Linked DNA regions of Bombyx mori: region 1 is linked to region 2. Evidence: chromatin contacts called from public Hi-C data. All regions are on one chromosome and are shown on one strand. The core of a region is the stretch at or near the end of the contact, and the rest is flanking DNA. Distances in the headings are between cores, read along the strand shown.

Region 1 (5,442 bases), core at 330-2,829, 77 kb after region 2:
GGGCATGTCATCGGCGGGCGCGGTGGGCCGTCTGTCCTCGGTGTGCTCTTCTAAGGACGACCGCGGACTAGAACAACCCGACCCGGGTCCGATTATCCTCTCGTGTTTCTCGTTGCCAGATTCAATACCCGAATCAGTCGGGGAATCCAACTTCCGATACCGGGGAGGAGGGCGGACGGGCGTCACGGTGAGTCCGTTGTGAGCCAGATGTGCGACGCCGAGAGCTTCTTCATCGACAGAGCCCCGAGAGTCAAGTCGCCGGCGACCGGCCAACGTTGCTGCCAGTAAAGGAGTGCCACAGTCACTCGGCACCTCCCCGGACTCGCTGCTGGATACAGACCCGATGGGGCTACGAGCTGATTCCTCCACTACGGAATCGGCCCAGGAAACACCTTCTTCTTCATTCCACATTTGTTGACGCAATAACTCCTTATGTTCCGTTCGGAAAACAACAAGTTTTTCTGTGTGAAGCGTGCTTAAAGTGCGTAAATCAGGTAATGTATCCATTAATTCTCTTAAAAACCCAGGTCTCTCTGGCCTGTTCTGTGCAATGACAGTTTGCAAGCACGCCTTCAGTCGCGAGTGCATTCTTTCCACTAGCTCTATGTTTCGCAGGCCAGGCCGATCCGGAGTGATGAGGACTATAGCACAGAAAAGTCCTATTTCCGCGTCCGTCAAATTCATGGAATTCATACGTTCCGCAAACTTGAAAGTAGAATCAACGAGAAACCTTGCATTGGCACCGCTCTGGATGGAGTCTCTCTTCATCAGTTGCCCATTGAGACAGATGATACTATTAAGAGGAGCGTCAAACATACAGATGAGTCGCACGAACAATGCATCGAACAGACCACTTTTGAGCAGCGTGAATTTGTCATCTTGGGTCAGCAGCTGGAAGCCAGGGATGAGGCCGGCAAAGTCAATCACGCCACGTATCACATGGGCGAAACGTTGCGAAAATTCCTTTTCAGATTGCAGCTCTGGCGCCGGGTTTAGTGGGCAAGCCTAAAACAAATAGAAACGCTTTGTTATTTTTTGTTCGTGCTTTTATTATTTGACAAAATATACAATTCGTATTCTTTTTGTGGATGCGTTATTCTTGATACTTACCAGAGTAGGCTGCGAGTAGGTGGGACAGTCGCGAGCTCTGGCTCGCATGGAAGCGACGCGATCACGCGTGAACTCGCACGTGTCGAGATGAGCGCGCACCACTCGCGCCAGCAACCGAGGAGCGTCATCAAGTTCAGCGGCAGCTGCTTGCTCGTGTGCACGAGACGACGACGACTGTTGCATCGCTGCGAGGATACGCGCTTTCTCGCGTTTGGGTACACGACCGAATCGCACAGCTGCAACAATAGATAGTGTCACTTTAGCATAAATCTCACAATATCCTTATACTACAAAGAAGAGGACGTTTTAAAAATCAATTGATCGGTGCGTTGATCGCGGCCGAGACTAATAAAGGGGATGTTGCGCAAGGTCGCGACTAAACATACATCGGGCTGCAGCTGTCGTTTAGCATGCGTGCATACAGGCACAAAGCGAGCCATGTGCACGCGCAGCTGACGCCGCGAGAACAGAGGTCATCGGCCGTCGTGTCAGCAGGGAGCTACCCCTGTCTGATGCCTTTATACAACGGAGCGAGGTTTACTGAACGCGTCGCGATTCGGTGAACTAGTTCGAATGACGAATGACAATGCCCGAGGTCATACTGAAAAGTGTGACGACTTTCTCGTATTAGGTGCAGCACGGATCGAAAAGTAACATGCGCCCGTAACAGGCCCGCCGCTTGCGCTGTTCGTGCCCGAGGCTCGGTGAAAGTGTTTATGCGCACAGCTCACGGTTGAAAACGAAAGCAGAGAGCGAGCGCCCTCTCGCCATTTCTCTTAACTTTCGCTGCTCAATGTGGGCCGCACCAGATGCGAGATCCCATTGTTTCTCGTCGATCATTGTACTTCCCCTTTTATTCGCAACTTTACAATACACAATTGCATTTGTAGACTAAAACAATAGACCTGGTTCTCAAAAGTTTTTTTAAATTATACCAATAGGCTAATGTAATCCATTTAGGCTTTTTTCTCTCGCTGATTACCTCTCTTCCAAATTCGAGTTTAAAAAATACTTATTATTATAATAATACTATTTATTAAGTACCAATTTGTATATTATTAATATCGATATCAGTATATGTATAAAGCATTAATAAATTTATTTCTTCGTTGCTAACTTTTATTGATATTGTTCTTCCTATTTTTCATATTCGGTAATGGCGGAATTGGCTATGTCATATTATTACTTACTACATTTCAAATAAATATTTTTTTTTTAGAAAATCATTTATTAGTAAGCAATGATTTAATCCGATCAAATAAATTTGATTCTCAATAACACTCAAAGCTATTCATAAATTCGTAGACGAGTTAAATCTAGATCGTATCTTTCGTATAGTTTGTTCTAGTTCTTGTAGCAACTAGACGTTTCGATGAAAATTATTTATGACTTTTAAATGTAATAAAATAAATTTAAATGTTTTATTTGTAATTCACGTTGTAATTTGTTTTTAGCATTACTAAATAAAATAGATACATACGTGCATTGTGATATTTCACAACACCATTGAGGATCCCTTTGAGAATTGGTAAATCTTCACCCATGTTTGGTATAATTATGATTACTAATAAAAATTAAGTTCACAGCCAATGGCCACTAATAATGGTAACTGTAATTCTGACTATATTAATTGAAGCACTAGGCAAAATGTCACATGTCACTTAAGATATTGTTTTAAATCACACTAACACTGTAATCCGTGAATAATAGAGTTGCAATCCAATGTGAGCGAATGTCTGAGCACCGCGGTGTAGTTAGCGGCGAACACCAGAGCGATCACTGTGAGAGAGTCTCGCGTTCTCGACTCGAACTGGTGAACGACTTAATAACATAGCGCTAGCAATGAGGGCTGACGACCGGTGCGCGGTCCGGACTCCCTCGCACTGCGCCGCGGCGCGCGCCTCGCCAACCTTGAACTTGACGCGGGGACCGAGAGCGGGGGGAACCGTCAATAAACTCCACGCAGGCCCCTGCCCCCACCAAGCACGCGCGCCGCCTACCAGATCTCTCAACCTTGCCGATATATGACGTGACACGTCAATTTTATTAGTCGCTTTTCAGGTTGAGCCATCTGGTTTCCTAATTAAAGTTTACATTTATCTCGAATTGTTCATTTCCTAGTTCCCGGAGCTCAAGGATTTTGCACGTTCGCATAATAAAATTTTATTGTACGTTACATTTTTATTTTTATTTAGTTTTCATTATCATTTAACCGCAGAAGGAAATAAAGATGCTAAGTTAATTCGTAGCAGGGCTACGAAACCGCTACGAGGTCTGAACTTATTATACATAAGTATGTACAATGTTTACGGTGGAACAATCAATTCAAATCATAGGTGAAAACTAATTCATGATCACACATTTTCATTGTTTTTTTTTTAACCCCTTTCCAAGACCTCTTACTGCGATAAGTAATTTCCCACGTCTATAGAACAGTTAGAGTTAAGCAGTTCCAAAGGACTAGCCAAGTTTTGAAACACTGCACAGCGCCATCTGTTGTCGGGTAGCGGTACTAGCAAGCTAAGATTTGCACCTCATCGTGAATGACGTGAGATATAAATTACTTTATGAAGAAAATTTAAAATATTCTATGCTGCATTTTTTGTTTTAAATCATTACAAAAAAAACTGCTGGTTCTGCTGATTTTTTTTCGTTTTTAATCGCAAAAATATTTTTACTGTTACTAAAACATAATATCCTGAAGAACTCTACTAAAAATCATTAAAAATAAAAATGTAGAGAATTGTTGCTCTGCTACACCATTAACGGTTAACATGTCTCATGACATTGCCCATAATTTTGCAAATTATTGAAGACTTACATTTTATTACTGTATCTCTGATTTCCGATTTTTGCATCGCGCTTTAAATTAAGTACGCGACAGTTGTGCGATATCAACCTGATATTTTATCAAGATGACATCTTGATTGTAACGACAAGAAAGTTGCTTGGGGTCAATCAACTGCATTACGAAAGTGAAAACATAAATTTCACTCTCGAGCTTACGAAATGCGCCTTTCTCTGCTTTCACCGCGTGCGGTGGCGAGGCTGGCGTGTGTCGCAACGCGCGGACGTCGACCTGCTTAGAGCGCGCTCACCCGGCTTGCATAACCGACCTCCCACACAGCACGCCCTCCCCGCGGGCCCTCTGCACTCGCCACAAGAAATAGGATCTGCTCACACGCGCGTACCGTGGCCCACTTGGCGGGCTGGCTCGCCGTGCAAACGACCTTCCCTCGCTAATTGTGTATGGATATGCAGCAATCTAATGTGTATGCGCGCAACGCTTACTAAACCCTAGACGACTTTTAAAAATATGTCTTAAATATAATTTTTTTGTAATCCTTATAATGAAATATTATTTGTTTATATAAGGTTCTTGTAAATACACAGTCATATTGGTTTGAATTGAAACTGATAAATTGATAAAATACGAAAGTTTTAAAAGGGTTATCAGAGACATTGGTGTCATATATTTCGTTATAAAAATATTTCATTATAAAATTACAATTTTAAAACTATAATTTTTTTATCAATCTGATATGAACAGGAAAAAATGTATGTGTAACTCACCATCTCTGCTCATTCCGACGGCGATGCATTTTTTCAGTCGGCAATACTGGCACCGATTCCTGTTAATCCTGAGGATACTACACTGCTGGTTCTTCGTGCAGGGCCGGTATTGTATCTTCTGTTGTATAGATCGCCGGAAGAAGCCCTGCGGGTCACAGCTACATTTAGTAGAGTCTCTTTCGACGTCGGAGCTGTCGTCGCTCGAGCAGCCCGAGTCACTGGACTCGCGGCGAGCCTCCAGCATGCTCACTAGCACCGAGTGCCGCTCGCGCAACTCAGCGCCACACGACATGGTTCGCACCATTCACTACACTCGTCACTGACACCACCACTCTCCTCGCTACTGATCACGTCTTTGAGAGCTGTCCCACGCACTATACCGACACGAGTGACGGCTGAGAGCGGACTGCGCGCGCTGCGTCGCGCACCGCAGTTACCCGCGCGACCTACTTGCCGGCCCCAACCGAGAAAGTGAGAGTGCCCCCTAGCCCCGCGTGCTCGCCCCTTTGCGCTCCTAACGGTCCACGCCGCTCTAGAATGCGCTGCTGCCGCTGCACCGGTGCGCCGGATATAGGCCGGGCGCATCCCGGCGGCGTCGCGGCGCACGGTCGTTCACCCCGGGTCGTCGACCGCTCGATTGCACAACCGCTGTCCCTCCCCTCGCGCCCTCCTGCGCCCGGGAGCTAGGGCACGAGCCCGCTCAGTTCGTCGACCGGCTTTACGCCCAGTGACGTGAGGCATGCGTCATGGCCTACCTCA
Region 2 (5,429 bases), core at 2,861-5,360:
AAATAAATATAGCGTATTAAGCGAAATGTCGCTTAAATCAAATGGCCTTTCACCATTTTTTTGTTGCATATATGGCTGGCCGAGCTCATAGCCCGCCTGGTGTTAAGTGGTTAACGGAATCCATAGACATCTATAACGTAAATGCTGCCACCCACCTTGAGATATGAGTTCTATGGTCTCAATATAGTTACAACGGCTGCCCCACCCTTCAAACCGAAATGCATTACTGCTTCACGGCCGAAATAAGCGGGGTGGTGGTAACTACCCTCACACACACACAGGACTCACAAGAGGTCCTACCACCAGTAATCTCTCAATGTCGTGTTCTAAATACAAACAATTTTTAAGTGATTGAATAGCGTCTTTTCTTTTCCGAAAGCCCTTTGTAGACAAGAAAAATATGTTTTGAGAGTTAATCTGAGTTAAGTGTGTGATTTTACATAGGGAAGAAAGTCATTGAAGATGTGGAGTCAAGTAAACAAACCAGTGCACTAAAAAGAAAATTGTCAGACAACGAGAGTTCAGATGATGATTCCTCTGACAGTGATTATGATGTTGAAGAAAACGTTACTCCCAGTGCTTCTAGTGCTGGGCCAAAAGCCGGCAAAGAAGGTTTTGAAGTTGTCTCCCAAGATCCAGGTAAGCTAAGCAAGATTTTTTAAATTGCATAAAGAAAATTCTCATCAAATAAACGAGGATACTGAATTGTCTGTTAAAATTGTGTTCAATCAGCTTCAAATTTATTTACAGAACTGAAAAAACTAAAGAAAACTTTGAAAATGGACGCAGAGACACTTGCTTTAGGAACCATGATAGCTACATCAAAAAAATTCAAGAGGGATTTAATTGATGACGCGTGGAATAGATACGCGTTTAACGATAAAAACTTACCAGATTGGTTTATGGAAGATGAAAAGAAACATATGAAGAAAGACATTGTGATACCGGAGGTGAGCAATAATGGATATACTTAAATAATTTGTGCAAGTAAATATGTATATCAAAACATGATGACAAACATGTACATTAAAATTCATCATTTTATTTTATTACAGAAGTATACTGATGAATACAAGAATAGATTACAAGACATCAATGTGAGGCCTATCAAGAAGGTGATTGAAGCCAAAGCGCGGAAGAAGAAGCGCTTGATCAAAAAGATGGAACGTGCAAAGAAAAAAGTCGAGGCGGTAATGGAGAACGCTGATATGTCCGAGCGAGAGAAAGCACAACAAGTGAGACAACTTTACAAGAAGGCACAATCTGATGGTAAAAAGAAAATCACTTATGTGGTGGCCAAGAAACATACAACTGCTAAGCGTATGAAGAGACCACAGGGCGTTAAGGGCCAGTACAAAGTGGTAGATCCGCGCATGAAAAAGGACTTACGTGCCCAAAAGGCAAAGGAGAAAACAAAAGGTCGAGGTAAAAAACAACCCAAGAAACAAAACAAGCCTAAAAAAGTCCCCAAAAAGAAAGGAAAAGCAAAGTGATCACTTGTGTTGTTAAAACAGAAATAAAAGTTTCTTTTATAAATTTATTATTATTTAATTGATTTTTTATTCTGAACCTCGAAACTAATCTCGAAGGCCGAAACGGTAGCAGTAACACACACCTTAACGTAAATAGAATGATCATTTACGTGCCCAATCTAATTTCTGGACCCAATGTAAAGGACGTAACGCTCATTATGTATTGCATAAAATTTTAAACTATTTAACAATTATTTTTAGCTATCGATTTTCATTCACCAACACCTATTACCTGTTACCTATCGTTTTTGGGAACATTTCTCTACACCCTCTTTAATACATATAGGGTGTTATCAATTTACTTTAGTGCTGGATGAATTATGTCAATTTAATGTAGATTGATTTATGTTGACCCTTGGTAATTGTATCAGGGTGGCTAGACCCATTAGCTAGCATTACAGAGATTATTTTTACTACTAAGGTCAGGGTTGATATTCGAATCCACGTGCGTCATTCGGCGGCGAGTTCAGGGACAGACATGCTATATAAATGATATCATTTCGTTTTGTGGCCTTGGTGTCTAATTCTGATTCGTTCCAACTACGCCGTCTGCCTACTAATGTTCTTTAGTGATTTTGCGAAGGATTGATTCGTATCAACAAATATAATTTTATACCCATTGTTTTAGTGTGCACAATAAAACAAAATAACCTTCCCGCCAGCAGACGGTTAAATAATTTCTCGTTACTTCCCAGTCATGACCTTTACCGATATTCTGTGGAAAATTATTAATAAATATATTGAAATTATTTGCTGACATGTTTAGTTCTGGTTTTAAACTACAACATTGAATAGTTATTCACCGGTAAATAGGCTCTGTTCTGTTTTACTTTGGAAATTAATTTTCACGGTCTTTATTAAAAGTTTTTCTTAAAAATGGAAGAGAGCGAAGAAGAACAGAAATTGTAACATGGGATGAGTTTGGAGGCCTTGAGGGGGTGTTATATGGAGGCAAACGGAGGGTCGGCAGCGCTATATCGAGCGCACGATCACGGCCAAGGCCGCTCGCCGCCGACGCGCTACCGACCGTTCCGTGCCCTCTGCCGCCCAATCCCGACCACTTTACTACATATCAACAAAATATCTTAATAATATTAGCATATCTATACTAACTAGGGGTGCCCCGGTAGTCGAATTTCGACTATAATTAATTGAAATTATAAGTTATAAAGACTATTATTTTACTTCCTATAATCACAGGTTTCGCGAAGGCTACATAATAGACAAAAAATATTAATCTATTCTCAATTTGACCACAGACTTGGAACAATAACTAAAGTTTGACAATGAACGAAGAGTACATGGTACGTGGTAGTATGTGTCATGTTTCTTTTATTGATTTAATGTATTATTTAGGCATAATTTAAAAAAATATTAACATTCTGCACTCCTTCTCTATAGCTCTCTAAGTGTGAGAAATTTCATGCTCCTCCGTCCACGCTATTTTCGTAAAAAGGATACAAAGTTTATCCTTCACGTATTAATATATGGATATATAAATCTACAGTGGTTTTTACGGATGTTCCGTTATAACTACTGAACCATGCATCCGATTGACTTAAAACTTGGTATCCATGTAGAAAATACATGTACTTAATGGATAGGCTAATATTTATGAGTGTTGGACTCCCTAATAATAATGACAATAAATAATAATGGTTAATTTAAATGCCCAGCGAAGCGGACGAGTACGGCTAGTTCGCATTTATATGCCTAATTATATTTCAATATATTTCGAATATACTAATATTATTATTAGTATATTCGAAAGTAGTTGTGGCCTAAAGGATAAGACGTCCGGTGCATTTGTGTTGAGCGATGCACCGGTGTTCGAATCTCAAACGGGTAATAATTTTTCTAAGAAATATGTACTTAACAAATGTTCACGATTGACTTCCACAGTAAAGGAATAGCATTGCGTAATAAAAATTAAACCCGCAAAATTATAATTTGTGTAATTACTGGTGGTAGGTCCTCTTGTGAGTCCGCACGGGTAGGTACCACCACCCTGCCTGTTTCTGCCGTCAAGCAGTAATGCGTTTCGGTTTGAAGGGTAGGGCAGCCGTTGTAACTATACTGAGACCTTAGAACTCATATCTCAAGGTAGGTGGCGGCATTTACCTTGTAGATATCTATGGGCTCCGGTAACCACTTAACACCAGGTGGGCTGTGAGCTCGTCCACCCATCTAAGCAATAAAAAGAAAATCTCTATTATGAAAACTTACCGTATTATGTATTATTATACATTCTTAAAGAATACAGTTCGCTAATATGTTCAAAGATTTATCTACCTAAGCTCTAAGAGCTTGTTTTTATTATTGCAATAACCCTTAGCACTTGTTTAAATTTCGCGATTTCTGGAATCAAGACTTCGATCACGTGTCGCAACAGAGGTTATAATGAGCTTCGGTAGACACTTGTGCCCTGCCATCAGTAGAATCAATTCTAAGGGTGCGAAAAATTGGTACTTAATTAATAGGTGATTTTAATAGTATCCGGTTGAGGGTTTAAAACGACATGCACAGGTTCAGGTAAGTAATATAGGTGTAGGGTGCGGAGGCGTGTGGGGAATGGGCGGTTGCTTTGACCTCGCTCTTACAAGGTCATTGGTTCCATTCCACTCTGGCACGCCATACAACCCTCCCTGTTCAGTAATCTTCCATAATGGATTTTCGTTTCCAATCTATTGTTACGTTTATAGTCAACTTTGCGTCAAGATGTTGAACTGAATAGTATATCTTGACAGAAAAATTTCGATTAGGTATATACCTACTTACTTTTCTTTGCTAAGTAACCTACAAGATCAGACGTTCTTATGTGATTTTAGTACTTGCACGATTTCCTCATGTTCAGAGTCTACAGTCGTAGGATTATCACTTTAATTTCAATTTTATTCGTTTAATTTTAGCGTCGATACTCAATCCAATACTTAGTATTATCAAGGAGTTTTGGTAGTAAACCTTGGTATTGATGCAAAGGCCGCCGACCGTAAAATTGTAAGCAAAATTAAATTGGACTGGAGACATGCGCTGTCTTCACCTAATGCGATCAACGGCGAGAAGAAAGAAATAGTATTGCGGAGGACCTAAAGTGATGTTGCAAGTTGACTAAATTTAAATACCTTTAATTAATTGATACGCCTGGCACGAAGTCAGGATAATGTTATTCTTTGGTTATTTTATGCCGTCATTTCGCTTGGCGTTTGGACAAATATTTGTTTTAAATATAATCAATTAAGCTTATTATCATTGGGTTGATTTTGCGAAGAAAGATAACAGATGTTTGTAAAATTACATCAAAGGAAAGAAGATGAGCTTACTGTAATAGCCAGAATAGGCGATGTTCTGGTGAACAATCCGAAGCGCTGTTATCATAATAAGAATTCTCGGATGTTATTCCGTCCTATGCTCTTTGTGGATGCTACTTTGATTCTTTGGACACGAGACCTAACGGCAACGAGACTCCTGAACGCCTGTGGGAGTTATATACATATGTGCTAATGTTCTGTGTATCTTGTACGAAATGCAGGATAATCTATAATACATCATAACAATATTAATTTGATTTATATATTGATTTTTGTATAGCAAATTCTTTTCAGTTTGTTCGTATTTCATGAATCAGTAATCTAAAGCTATAGAGATATAGAGCTATATAGAGATAACGGACATCACAGAAATCTTGTGTAAGTGACAGTTATTCGCCCCCGCACTATAAAATTGTATAGTTTAATGTGAGCCGTACGGGTGAGCGACCACGTTCATGGCCAACGTCTTTGAAACAGCCAGCAAACGGAGACAAACAAAGCGAACGCTGACAGTTACTGTTAGCTGCAGGTGAACCGCGATTAACCTCTCGATGAGTGGTCGTTAGCCGAAATGGACTCATAATAGGCC

The links. A called contact is a pair of places that touch in the nucleus more often than the background predicts.
Region 1: a contact with region 2 is called in a Hi-C map of posterior silk gland, with 3 times the contacts expected there. The contact joins two enhancer-like sites. A contact is called at or near these places in 3 of 7 Hi-C or Micro-C datasets (midgut, posterior silk gland and whole pupa).

Annotation. Positions count from the first base shown.
Region 1 is chr10:7,844,257-7,849,698 of ASM3026992v2, forward strand. E75 (nuclear hormone receptor E75) reads right to left here. Exons shown (of 5, transcript NM_001043577.1): 3 at 4,684-4,828; 4 at 1,111-1,346; 5 at 1-1,005. Among protein-coding and RNA genes, the nearest start is that of LOC134199506, 8.3 kb to the left of the region's middle. Within about 2 kb of position 1,580, at least 1 of the 8 cell types and tissues checked has open chromatin away from gene starts, as enhancers often do.
Region 2 is chr10:7,764,346-7,769,774 of ASM3026992v2, forward strand. LOC101737447 (pre-rRNA 2'-O-ribose RNA methyltransferase FTSJ3) reads left to right here. Exons shown (of 10, transcript XM_004927547.5): 8 at 445-639; 9 at 751-950; 10 at 1,056-1,551. The coding sequence ends at 1,493. Among protein-coding and RNA genes, the nearest start is that of LOC101737447, 8.8 kb to the left of the region's middle. Within about 2 kb of position 4,111, at least 2 of the 8 cell types and tissues checked have open chromatin away from gene starts, as enhancers often do.